Linked DNA regions of Capsicum annuum: region 2 is linked to region 1. Evidence: chromatin contacts called from public Hi-C data. All regions are on one chromosome and are shown on one strand. Each heading gives the region's core, a stretch centred on a gene start, on an enhancer-like site or on the middle of the called end of the contact. The rest is flanking DNA. Distances are from core to core; before and after follow the strand shown. Region 1 holds the start of LOC107860884 (60S acidic ribosomal protein P1). Region 2 holds the start of LOC107858459 (succinyl-CoA ligase [ADP-forming] subunit alpha-2, mitochondrial).

Evidence for each region. A called contact is a pair of places that touch in the nucleus more often than the background predicts.
Region 2: a Hi-C map of leaf shows a contact between it and region 1, with 3 times the contacts expected there. The contact joins the promoter of LOC107858459 here to the promoter of LOC107860884 in region 1. A contact is called at or near these places in 2 of 5 Hi-C or Micro-C datasets (leaf and placenta).

What each region holds. Positions count from the first base shown.
Region 1 is chr2:28,456,903-28,463,561 of UCD10Xv1.1, forward strand. LOC107860884 (60S acidic ribosomal protein P1) reads right to left here and starts at 3,958. Exons shown (of 3, transcript XM_016706350.2): 1 at 3,715-3,958; 2 at 3,393-3,611; 3 at 2,911-3,100. The coding sequence starts at 3,786. The coding sequence ends at 3,047.
Region 2 is chr2:28,669,955-28,676,613 of UCD10Xv1.1, forward strand. LOC107858459 (succinyl-CoA ligase [ADP-forming] subunit alpha-2, mitochondrial) reads left to right here and starts at 3,434. Exons shown (of 7, transcript NM_001324746.1): 1 at 3,434-3,628; 2 at 3,761-3,970. The coding sequence starts at 3,434.

The DNA.
Region 1 (6,659 bases), core at 2,708-5,207:
GAGCTCCGTGACTTCCGGGACATGTGATATTAATATTTTGAGAACTAGATTAGTCGATGGTGAACAAATAAGAATTACCTCAACCAAAACTAAAGGAATTTGATATAAAGAAGCATCCATGTCATTATCAACTGGGTATTAGTGGGAATAAATAGAAATTTTAAAAAATCAAGTATCAAATGAAGTTATATTGAAGAAGGAAAAACGCATAGTTACAGAATATTGTATGTTAATAAAAGTCGTATCCCTACAGCCGGCAGCCGTGAGGCTAATCCTTCATTCCTCGATCAGTGCACTAAGCGGTAGGGAACTGGCCACAGAATTTGCTCCATTCGTCAGGGGGATCGAACCCCCAACCTCTTGCTTAAGGGACATAGTACTGAACCACTATGCCAACTCTAGTGGTTGAGTAATGCTGATTTTCGTTATCGTGGAATTCGAACTAAGACTACTCAATCTGATGGGGCTAATACTAGTAGGAATGCAGATGTCCATATTCGTCTATGTAAGTACTGAGATTTATCCGTTGCCTGCAGAGCCATCTTTGTATGGAAGCAATTGGTTTAATTTGTCTTCAAATGTTCTCTAAAATCTTTGGGAGCTTCAAAGGATATAATATACTCCTACCAAACATATTGTTTGTCACTTGTCAGTTTTATCTTGAGAAAAGAAATCAAATCACCCTTAAACTTTAAATATCATTCTAAAATTATAATATCACTCTCATAATCGCAAGTACATTTACACACGCGTCATATAGAGTCTGAAGCCAGAAGGACTCTTTTTTTGACAAAAAATTCTAAATGGGCCACTTGATATGGAAAGAAACCAAAGGGGACAAAACACCATCGGTTCAACGACTTGAAGTCGCCTTGGCCCAGTGACTTGAAGTCGCATGGATTTTTATCATTATTTAAGCAGTTTTTTGTTTGAGTCGTTTCAGCTCGCTCTACACTTCCGTTTTAATCTGTTTATTTATTCTTGTTCAGCTTACAATTTTACTTGAGTATTTATTCTTGTTCAGCGTACAGTTTCTTGTAATTAAAATGAATCAAGATACAGTAAGAGCAAATTTATATTGAGATGGTAAAGTTTTATATGAAGTTGATTCTATTTTATAAGGTAAAGTTTTATATGGTCTCTGATTATGGAGTCCAGAGAGATGACAAAATTATATCGCCTTATTTTAATGAATTCTACCTCGAATTTTAGAGCGGTGCACAACTGCAGGCCGCCGCCGATATATTACAGAATCAGTTTCATGTAAAACATTACTACCACATATAAATTTACTCTTACTATATCTTGATTCATTTTTAATATAAGAAACTGTAAGTTGAACAAGTATAAATACGCAAGTGAAACTGTAAGTTGAACAAGAATAAATACACAGGTTGAAACGAGAGTGTAGAGCAAGCTAAAATGACTCACAACAAAAAACTGCTTAAATAATGAAAAAAACCATGCAAGTCGCTTGGCCCCATGCGATTTGCAAGTCATTGGACCGACAACGTTTTGTCCCCTTTGATTTCTTTCCAAATTAGTTATCCCTTTAAAATTTTTGATTAAAAAAAGAGCCGTTTTGACTCCAGACCTTGCCACACACCATATCATTGTCACTTAAAAGCCACGTCAAATTTTTTTTTTTTTTTTTAAAACTAACCTCACTAAAAATGTATTATATAATTTGTCTTTAAAAGTAGTAGTCCACTTCCTCCTTCTTCTTCAAACCCCTGACCTTCACCCTCAACAACCGCGTAATCGTTGTACAACCACACCCCTATTTTCTTTCTCTTTCTTCGACGTTCCCTTTCTCCTTCTACATTCACCTTTCTCCAATTCTTTCCGCACCCTAAAATTGAATAAATTTACAACTTAAAAATCTGAAGAAAAAAAAAAATCAACAAATTGATTCTTGGGTTGGATGCAACTATAAGTATTAGAGAAAACAAGAAATTGTGTTGTATTTGAAGAAACATAAGTACGACAGTTTCAACAAAAAAATTTTTTGAGTAACTTTAGAGCAAAAAGGGTTAACCATATCTCGTTTTCAAGAAAATTAAGCCTTGGAGAACTAAAAATTAAGAAAATTGCTCTACTTATACAAAAATAAATTGAGTTTTTAAAGAAGAAATGATTATCTCCTTTCTTTTTAAATAATGAAATTTGTGAAAAAAAGTGTTAAAATCGCAATTGCTTTATCCATATTTTTTTCTTTCTTGAAAAAATTGACTAAGTATGGTAGAAATAGGGGAGAGACGGTTTGAAGGAAAAAGAAGTGTCAAATTTGCAGAAGAAGAAAAGTGGTGGAGATCGTGAGGTTCGAAAGAGAAAGGACGTTGGGTGGTGCGGTTTGAAGAAGAACGACATGTTTCTTCCCTTTTCTTTTAAATTTTTTATTATATATTAGTGGAGCATCCTTTTTTTAATAAAAATTGCATATACCATTAAAAATAGAATCAAACTTATTTCGGGCGAATTTCAATTTTTGATTGGACCTTATTAAAAGTATCAAACCTTGAATGAATAAAAAATGCATCCGTAATTTTTTTTCTTCTTTTTTTTTTAATGTAAATTAGTATTAGGGGTGATATTAATTTACTTCAAATAAGATTAAAGGATTGATAAAACTAAAGTGTTAAAATAAATTGAAAGAATCAAATTTTAGAGGGTGTTTTAATGACTGCACTCTTTTATCTTAGAGTAAGAATGCCTTTATCAAGATGGAAAAAGCAGAATAACCAAGATCAAACTAAAAAGGCATCTGACCATTTTAATTTCATGCTTCGATCATACTTCTTTAGTCAATTTGAACGGCAATTAGGATCTTTTTGGACTATTTCTCCAAGTTGTTTTGGAATCAGATTTATCTTTTAAATTATAATTGGTCAAAATTACTCATGAGATGAATTAAATAAAGAAATAACGCCATTCATATAGATAGAGTAATGATTTCGATACTATAACACAGTATGCATCGACAATCAAAATTATTAACATAATTCTAGTGCTAGAAAATTAAAGACAATGCTGAAATTCTGCAACACTAATCAAACAAGCTAAACATGGCTTCATCATCACTCTCTTCCTTTGGCTCTTCCTGAACAAATTGAGAGACAACGGAAAAAACAACAATGAGAATTCAATCTTACTTTAGCAAAATGAAAAAAAAAAAAAAGCGGACAACGCGATTTACAATTTTTACAAGAATTGACACACAAAAACTAAAATTTTTTTTACATAGAAGGGTAAAAAATCACTATAAGTACGATTGGTGTTTAAACACATAATTTTTGACAAAACCCAGATTGAATCACAGTTTAAATTTTAGTAAAATGGATTTTAAGAAAAATCTAGGTAGGTGGAACATAAATAAATAAATGTGGAAGTACCTTTTTCTTGTCAGCGGTGGAGGATGCTGTTGCGGCATCGTCACCAGTAACAGGAGGAGCACCGGCCACAGCGCCAGTAGGAGCAGCAGTCCCGCCAGAGCCAACATTCATGATAAGGTCTTCGACATTCTTCTTCTCACAAAGCTTTGCAAATAGGCTAGGCCAGTATGACTCCACCTGCAAATTTGCTGCTTTCACCACTGTAGCAATCTTCTCAGCCTAATACAGTACAAACGGTCACATTACATTACAGATTATGGACGAAAAAACATAATTACAAAAGTTTATGCAACAACGGATGCGGGATCGAAGATTAAATTACAGTAACAGGAATGCCATCATCATGAAGGATCAAGCAAGCGTAAGTACAGGCGAGTTCTCCGGTGGAAGACATCCTTTCTTTCTTTTTCTCGAAACCCTAATAGCAGCCAGAAGATTTGATGGGGTGGGGGGAAAGAGTGATTTTGAGTCTCTATTAGGGTTTTGAGGGTATTTATAGCAAGGTTTCTTAAGGCACAAGTTTCATTTACAGTTTTTTTTTTTTCGTTTCTTTTTTGTATTTTCATTCTTTGATTTACGTTTTTCCTTCTCTTTAATAAAACGAAAAAAAGTTTTTCTACTTGAATTTCTTTATGGACCCTTTTTTTTTTTTTTTTTTTCAAAAAACAGAAAGACAAATCCTATTCCATGTAGACTGCTGCTCCTACCCAAAAGGACATATAGATCGTACAAATTTCATTTTAATTTATGTGGTATAGTTTAATCGAATATAAAATTTAAGGAATAAAATATTTTTTAATGTTTATTGAAGTCACTTTGATGCTACTTTTTGATTGATTTTTCTTGTTAAATGAGAATTAATGAGGATAAAATGAGATTATGCCATTAAATAACTGTCAAATTAAAAAAAGTGATATCTTTAAAACAGATTAAAAAATGTATGACACTGTAAAATGAGATGGACTGATATATTTTAGTTTTGTAATATAATATTCAACAGTTTTTGTAATTACTGATTATAAAATGTTAAAATTGTATTAATCATTTTAAAGAACTAACGGACCAAATATTATTATTGCGTAGTGTAACTTTTCTGCCAGCAATGTTAACCTAGTAACCCTGGACAAAGCTATATATGGCTAAAAGTGGAAAGAGGCAGAAGGGGGAAATAAAATAGCTGTAATATATTCCTCTTTCATGAAAAATCCTTTACAGCAGGAAAAAGAATCAATGACCATTTTACAGCTTTATTGCGAGGGCATTAAATAGAGTCTGTTAACTTACATAGTCTGTTTGCCAGAACTAGAGTTTTGAATACGGGTTGGTTCAGTTCATATAGGCTTTGAGTTTGACGGATCAGGTTGGGCTGATCCATTTAAATGACGGATCAAAAAATATCAAGCCCACGCTATTATCCTGTGGGCTGCGGACCTCACGGGTCAGCTCACTTTTTAAAAAGTAATATTTTATAATTTAATTTTACACTATTAATAAACATAAATATTTATCACACAATAACACATAGTATTAATATTTGTTAATCAAAAGGGAGCCAGAGCTCGAATCACCCAAAGTAGGAAGAAAACGAAGAGGTGGCACTATTCAATCGAAAACATCACGGTTGAGAGCCGATGGCGCGTTGAGGGAGTTATAGTGAAAAGGAGGCGGCTAGCTGAACTAAGGAAATTAGAAAAGTGAAGAGTACAATGTACTCTTTATGTTTTAGTGGTAGATATTTAATTATTTTATTATTTATTAGATAGAAAAGTAGGAAACTTTTCTGTTTTCATTTTCTTTGTTAATGGAACCAGTCAATGGTCATCATTGAACTTGATTGTTTTTTAACTCTTTTATTATTTTTCAGTAATTTATTTTATTTTTAAATTATTTATTATTTGACTGACCGGCCGGCCCACGGGCTAGCCCAACCCCACATTCCTCAAGCCCTAAGGCCATGGGCTTATTCGGGCCGAACTAAAAAGGTTAGTTCTTAAATGGGCTGCAAAAATTGAATCCTACCCCATCAAATTACAGGCCGGGACGGGCTAGCCCACCAGACCTTGGTCCATATTGACGGCTCTAGCCAAAACCTTTATTTTTTCTTCACAAAATGATTATGTTTAAAAAAGGTGAGGTGTTTGATAATTTATTTTTTGGAAAATGCTTATTCTTTTTAAAAAATTGAGATATTTGGTCAAACTTATTTTTTTCATAAATAGTTTATTTGACAAAATTTATAAAATCAACTTATTTATAAAATTACTTATTTTAAAATGCTTTTAAAAAACACTTTTAGTGAGAAACACTTTGTGTTTGCCCACTAAATTTATAAGTACTTTTGAACTGTAATCAGTGTTTGACCAAATCTTTAAAAAATATTTCTAAGTGTATTTTTTTTTTCAAAAATACTTTTTAAAAAAGTGTTTTTAGAAAAAATCTACTCTCTTCATTTAAAAAATAATGACCTAATTTGACTTGATATGGAGTGTAAGAAAATAGAAAAGATTTTTAAATCTTGTGGTACTAAATTAAATTTATATCAAATGTATCAATATGCGTTTAATCTTATAATTTTTAAATATGCCACGTGGAAAGTTAAAAATAAAGTATTATCAAAAATAAAAAAAACAATTATTCCTTTTTAAACAAATTACAAAGAAAAGTAAGTTATTCTTTTTGAAATGGAGAGTATTTTTTTTAGCTTGTGAAATACAGATTGACCTCCTCCTAGTGATTGTAGCTGGTATTGGAGACAACTAAACAAGATCAAATTGAGCATGCAGTCTTGGTATACTCGGGGAAATTGTAATCTTACAAGCAATAATGTCTATTCAATTTCTCTGACTTATGAAGCTCATGCAGTCTTGGGAAAAATTGGCAAAAAGGATACTTTTCAAAATTATTTAGTTAAATGTCCACTAAATTTCTTTTTGATTTAATTTTCAGGTTTAGGATGTAAAAAGTGGAGAAAAGTGGGGTCCACACGTGGGTCAAGGGACCAATTCATCATTTTTATAACTTTACAAATTTAATATAATGCACCTAACACCCTCCGCTTATTCCAATATAAAAAAAACCCTCTCTCTCTTCAATTCTCTCCCAACTCTCGCTTTTGAAACCTCTTGCTCCCAAAAATGTCATTTTCGTTTCTTCTTCTTCTTCTTCTCCAACTGGTAAGGGCTCGTCGTTGCTTCACAAGGTTAGTTAAAATCAAGTTTCAATCATTTCTAGATCCAATTAAACGGTTTTCTTTGCTAATCGATTCGT
Region 2 (6,659 bases), core at 2,184-4,683, 210 kb after region 1:
TGTTCCAAATTTGCGGCAGTAATTTGACAGAAATAGAGGTGTTTAAAGTGATAAAATTATTAAACAAAGCATTGACAAAGGAAAATAAGTTGGTCACATTGAGAAGGAATTACCTTCATTGTCGATTTAGAAACTGGCAGAAATAAGAATTCTACAGTCATATAATGTCATTGTAGCAGCTTCAGGGAATCGAGTAACACTCTAATTCCTGTCGGAAAGATATCGCAACACAATCTTAATGAGAAAAAGACTAAAACATCTGAAATAGGTAGAATTATTCAATTGAGTAATGTAATTAAAGGTGGCAACTCGCATAACTAGGAAACTGTTAATACTTCGTTCAAATTGAAGAGATACATACTAGCTCTAGACAAGAGAATGCTATTGATTAAGATAATGAGTGACAACTAGTAATTGTCGATGATTCTCAGAATGTGGATCAAAGTGGTTCCTCGTTACCTTTGACATTAAATTTTTAAATCCGTTGAAATTTAAATATTAGAAAACATGGATCCTCCCAATGCATTGACTGAAATTACTTCCTAACTTTGTTCTGAATCTACATAGAGTTACCGAGAAAAAGCACCAAATAGAACAACTTTCTCTTGTGCCTATGAATAAATTTGCTCAAAAAATTCCTCAAATGATGGTGAAAATGTTTCTAAAAATTCAGTTTATCTCGGGCCTCACCAATAGAAGCTGAATGAGGAAAAAGAAGTTTAAATATTAGAAACTCTATCTCATGCATCCTAAAAGTACCTTTTTGTTTGTCAAGAAGAGGAAGGATCGAAAATTTTATGAGAAAAATAAGGGAAAAGTGAGGGAGGGGAGAAGTCACATAAGAATATTAGCATTTGTCAAATATCAACGAAAAATTAATAGAGAGATCCTTTTTATCAACTTTGGAATACCTAAGGAATGTTTTAAATTAAATGAAATATTATGAGGATGTAGTGAAAATTGAAATGAAACAAGAGGGATATTTTTCTCAATTTTTTACTTTTTAGCTATATGCATTTGGTTTTCCAAATTCATCTCCTATAGTAAAAAGGGTTTTATAATCATCTTTTTCAAGTGGCTATAACATTGTAATTTAGTTGGAAGGTTTTCAAAAGGAATAAAATAATAAGTTAGGGGGTGTTTGGATTGAAATTTTAATTTCTTTTGACTTTTAAATATTTTAATGTCTGGAGGTATTTAAAAAATAGAAAAAACACTTATTTTTAAATTTAAAAAATATAAAAATAAGCTACAGTCAAAAATTAAATATTCCAACTCAATGCTTTTTAGCTTACTACTCAGGTGTACGTGTGTTTTGCACGTGTGTATCGTGTTATTTAATAATAAATGTATATAAAAAATTTATTATGTATACATAAATTATATTATTAAGGATAAAATCTTTTAAAAATAACGTAAAATTTTTAAGATAAAAAACATACTTCAAAATATCGTGATAACCCACTATCACATTAACAATTAAGCTAGGAGCAAAATTAAGTATAATGACAAAATTTGTTTATTCATCGCAAAAATCAAAAGTTAAATCCTAATGGCATTAAATTTGTATTCATCTTTGTCTAGTTGTCTCACGTAATATTTTTCTTTGTTGGACTCTTACTGTTTTTTTCCATTAAAAACAAACTTTTTTTGCTTAGTGTTCCTTCTTTGGGTTAAATTGTTACCCTTTTTTTAAATGATTACTATTCTTCTTCTAAAATATTGGACCAAAATAAGTAAATAAAAAAATCGCATAAAACCCAATCTTTACATAAAAGTTTCTTAAAAATTGAACATTCATCTACAATCTGTATTGAGCAAAAAAATAATAGATTGAAACAAAATTGAAACTATACGATTACACCTGATCTTTAAACAAAAATTTTTTAAAAGTCTAATCGAACATTCATCTACCGTTTGTATGAAGCAGAAAAATAGTAGATAGCAATTAAATAGAAAGTACACAAAATAAAATCTAACCTTTACGCAAAAGTTTCTTAAAGACCGGTCGGACATTCATCTACATCTGTAAAAATAGTAGATAAAAACAAAATAGAAACTACAATAAAATAATAAGACAATCGAGATATCAGAATAATACGATTATTAAACATGATCTTAACAAAAAATATTTTCAAAGTTCGATGAATATTCATTTACCACCTGTATTAAGTAGAAGAAACAAAAGCTAGCAATAGAACAGAAAGTGCAACATAATTGAGATATCAGAAAAATACGATTAAACTTAACTTTTACAAGAAAATTCATAAAGCCTCACCGAACAATAAGAAAAATAATATATAGTAACATAATAAAAATTATAACAAAACAATACGATAATCGAGAAATCAGAATAATAAGATTAAACTTAATTTTTATACAAAAAAAAAAAACTTAAAGTCCAACCTAGCCTAATTGAATCGTCGTTGGTTTTAAATTCCACAAAACATAAAGCTAATTCTAAACCAAAACAAAGAGAAGAGACAATATAAATCCTAATAATTGATATATGAACAAAAAAAACTGAAAGAATTCCAAACCTAATTAAAGAAAAGTCATAATACATATGTAGTAGTTTTGATTTTCTCAAAAAAAAAAAAAAAAAAATTATCAGCAACTCTAGTTTATTTATTTTCATCGGTTAAAAATTAATTTAATTTTTATTAATTCAAATTATTAATATTACCTTTACCTCATTCCAATAAAAGAAGTAACTCATTGGTTTCTCCTTGATTTGGATTAAGCTGGCGACATGTTTTTAATTAATTAGAATTAGATCATTTAATTTGCTTACGAAAACTGAGAAATTTGTGAACCGTTGTAAGAGGAATTCTCCATTTAAAGGTTTTATAATTATGTTATGCAGTTCAAATAGGGAAATAATTTATATAAGGTAAATATTAATGGTTTTAAGTTCATAAAAATTAGGATTTTCTACCTAGTTTTATAAGAACATTTAATAATCAAATTTTTAATTAATTTCAAAATTATAAATATTAGAAAGTAGTAAAAAGATGACTTTGTATATTGCAAAATCTTTTAATAAAGGATAAAAAATTCAAATTATTTTTCTAAAAGTTTTTATATTTTAATATATTATAAATATAGATTATAGATATGAAAAAAATTACTTAATAAAAAGTCAATTCAAACAACTTAAGGCTGTTTTAATTGACTTATTTTTAAATAATTTTAATTTTTAAATATTTTTTTAAATGTGTTTGACAAAGATTTTAAGCACTTCACATTACTTTTAAGCTTAAAAAATTTATTTTAAATAAGCCAATAGTCAAAAGTTATTGCTACCCATCCTAACACCCCCTGTATCTCATTTTCATTTGATCCGAAAACTAAGTGGTGTGGCATTTTGGCTCGTGAAGAAAAAGACTTTTGTTGGTTTGGTGCAGAAAACCTAAACGGGACGCCACCAAACATGGCTCGTCAAGCGACAAGAGTGATCTCAAAGTGGAGTACAAAGCTTAACCCTAATGAGTATCGCTACTTTGGATCGTCAGCACCACCGCCCGCTGTTTTCGTTGATAAGAACACCCGCGTCATCTGTCAAGGCATCACCGGCAAAAACGGCACTTTCCACACTGAACAAGCCATTGAATACGGTACTAAAATGGTATATCATCTAATCGCCTCTCTCTTATTTATTTATTTATGATCCATGTCAAAAATGGTATTCATATCTATGCTTGTTGATCCCTTATCATCACCACACTTACCTTTATGTATGCTTTGTATTCCTTAATAGGTTGGTGGAGTGACCCCCAAGAAGGGTGGAACAGAACATTTGGGGCTTCCTGTTTTCAATACTGTTGCAGAGGCAAAAGCAGAGACAAAGGCTAATGCTTCAGTGGTTTATGTCCCTCCACCATTTGCTGCAGCAGCTATTATGGAGGCCATGGAAGCTGAGTTGGACTTAGTTGTCTGCATAACGGAGGGAATTCCTCAGCATGATATGGTAAGATAGAAGTCTTATTTACTAAATTCTCTCTTATTCACCACCCAAAAAGAGGGGAAAAAATGCATAATGTTATTTGAAACCAAGAACTTATACTTGTTCTATGCCAGGGTTATCCCATTTTGTGCAATAAAAATTCCTGCCATCTAACTCATTCACTTATATTGGAAAAATGCTACTGGGTTTCGACCTAGTGAGTGCGTTCTAGTCTATGCTTGCACAAAATTTTAGGACTTGGATATGAATTTGATGATAATTGAAAAAATAGTATTTGAAGTTAAGTTGAAAAGGATAAAGTTGAGTTAAGTTGAAAAGGACAAAGTTGAGTTTCGACATGCAGTTTACTTGAATTTTTTTTGAATGTGCGTGAGGAATTCTTTTTTACTTGAAAAAGTGGTAGAACAAGTTTTTCAAACTTGAGAAGCTCCACTTCAAGTTGGACTGAAAAAATTGAGTGCAACGGTGAGATTGACGAGGATGTCTCGCACCGTAACGGTGAGATTGACGAGGATGTCTCGCACCGTATCGGGGCGGGATGGATGAAGTGGAAACTTGCATCGGGGGTGCTGTGTGATAAGAAGGTGCCGCCCAAGCTTAAAGGTAAATTCTATAGGGTGGTAGTCCGTCCGGCCTTGCTGTATGGAGCGGAGTGTTGGCCAGTTAAGAACTCCCACACCCAAAGAATGAAGGTGGCAGAAATGCGGATGTTGCGCTGGATGTGTGGACTGACCCGAAGGGATAGAGCTCGGAATGAGACTATCCGGGAGAAGGTTGGGGTGACTTCAGTGGAGTGTAAGATGCGGGAAGCACGATTGAGATGGTTCGGACACGTGAAGAGGAGGGGCATGGATGCCCCGGTCCGTAGGTGTGAGAGGCTAGCGTTGGATGGTTTTAGACGGGGTAGGGGTAGACCGAAGAAGTACTGGGGTGAGGTGATTAGGCGGGACATGGAACAGTTACAGCTTACCGAGGACATGACCCTAGATAGGAAGGTCTGGAAGACGCGAATTACGGCAGAGGATTAGGGCCTGTTCGGGTCGCTAATGTAGGGAGGTAATTGGTGGGGGTGTATTCCTGGTATGATTCCGTATTCAATGTTCTGTTCCGTGTTCCGTGTTCTATGTTTGTTACGAATCTGTGTGCTTTCCTCTGCTTTATATTCCTGCATTCCTGCTTTACTCTGTTTTATATTCCTTATGGCTGCAGTATCTATGTTATGTCATCTGCTTCTGTGCTGTACTATGTGTTTGTTTGATATCTCGTAACTTGAGCCGGGGGTCTTTCGGAAACAGCCTTTCTACTTCATCAGAGGTAGAGGTATGGACTGCGTACATCTTACCCCCCCCAGACCCCACAAAGTGGGAATACACTGGGTTTGTTGTTGTTGTTGTTGTTGTATAACTAAACAGTTTTTCTCGGAAATAAAGAGTTGAAAAAGCAAAAAGTTTGTACACACAAACAGGCTGCTAATGTTATTTTATCCCTGGATCCATATCCGAGTTAGTCTGGTATTCCTATTTTATGCTTATGAACCCTTTATCAGCTTGAGCTATTTGACTTTCTTTCAGTATATTTATATGGATGTTTTCCCGTTGATCTTGCTTTTCGATTTCTGAACTCAGGGTTCTATTTAACTAACTAATGAGGTGGAGAGTGTGGAGCAGTTTTAGGGGAACGTTGCTGCGCCTTTTTGGATTATAATTTGGAGGATTGCATGTGTATATTTCTTCTGTCGTGGAAGTTTAGACTTCAAAACTGTTGAAGTCTATGTTGCTCGGACCCTTCAAATTACTTGGTGCAACTGTGTCGATTCGGCATGGGTGTGGGATCCACACGGAATTTGGTCAACCTAACTTGGGTACTTTTACTATGCCCATGGCCAAGAAGTATATGTGTATTGGGAATTTGGTTTGGTTTTGGGTTTATGTCATACGCATATTCATATAAAGTACTACAACACTTCGCTATATACCAAGAAAAAAAAAAAAGGGCATCGCTATATACCAAGTAAAAAAAAAAAAGGGCAGCCCGGTGCACTAAAGCTACCGCTATGCGCGGTGTACGGGAAGGGCCCACCACAAGAGTGCATTGTACGCAGTCTTACCTTGCATTTCTGCCAGAGGCTGTTTCCAAGTGTTCACAAATAATTTAATAATAATAGCTTTAATTTAATGACTACAATTATTGTCGAATTAGAAGCTTATGTATGTTGTAATCTGCATTTATTTGGGTGCTGCTGTATCTTAACACCCGTACCCATACTCCTTCCATATCCCCGATTGTAAGATAAAAAAGATACTACTCTTTTATCAATTTGTAATTATGTAGTTCATTTCTCCTTTAACTTAATTAACAATAATGAATTTAGATCACTTTGTTAAACAAAATACAATTTGTTTCTTCAACAATCTTAAATAACTAATTGCCATATATTTATCAGCTATATCCTAACAAACCTCTCCGCACTCGTACCCATACCCTGAATCCTAGAAAATTTGAAATGTTGAATCCAACCTCTAGATCTGCATTCGTATCAAATACCTGTACTTGGGTCCGCACAACTTAGTTTAAAAAGTTTACAAGGTTGTGACATGGATAAGGGTCTTTCTCACCCCTATTCTTTCCTTGTGGCAAATGACCGCTAATAATATGTTGTTTACAGTGGAATTGCTCTATGAAAAATTATAAT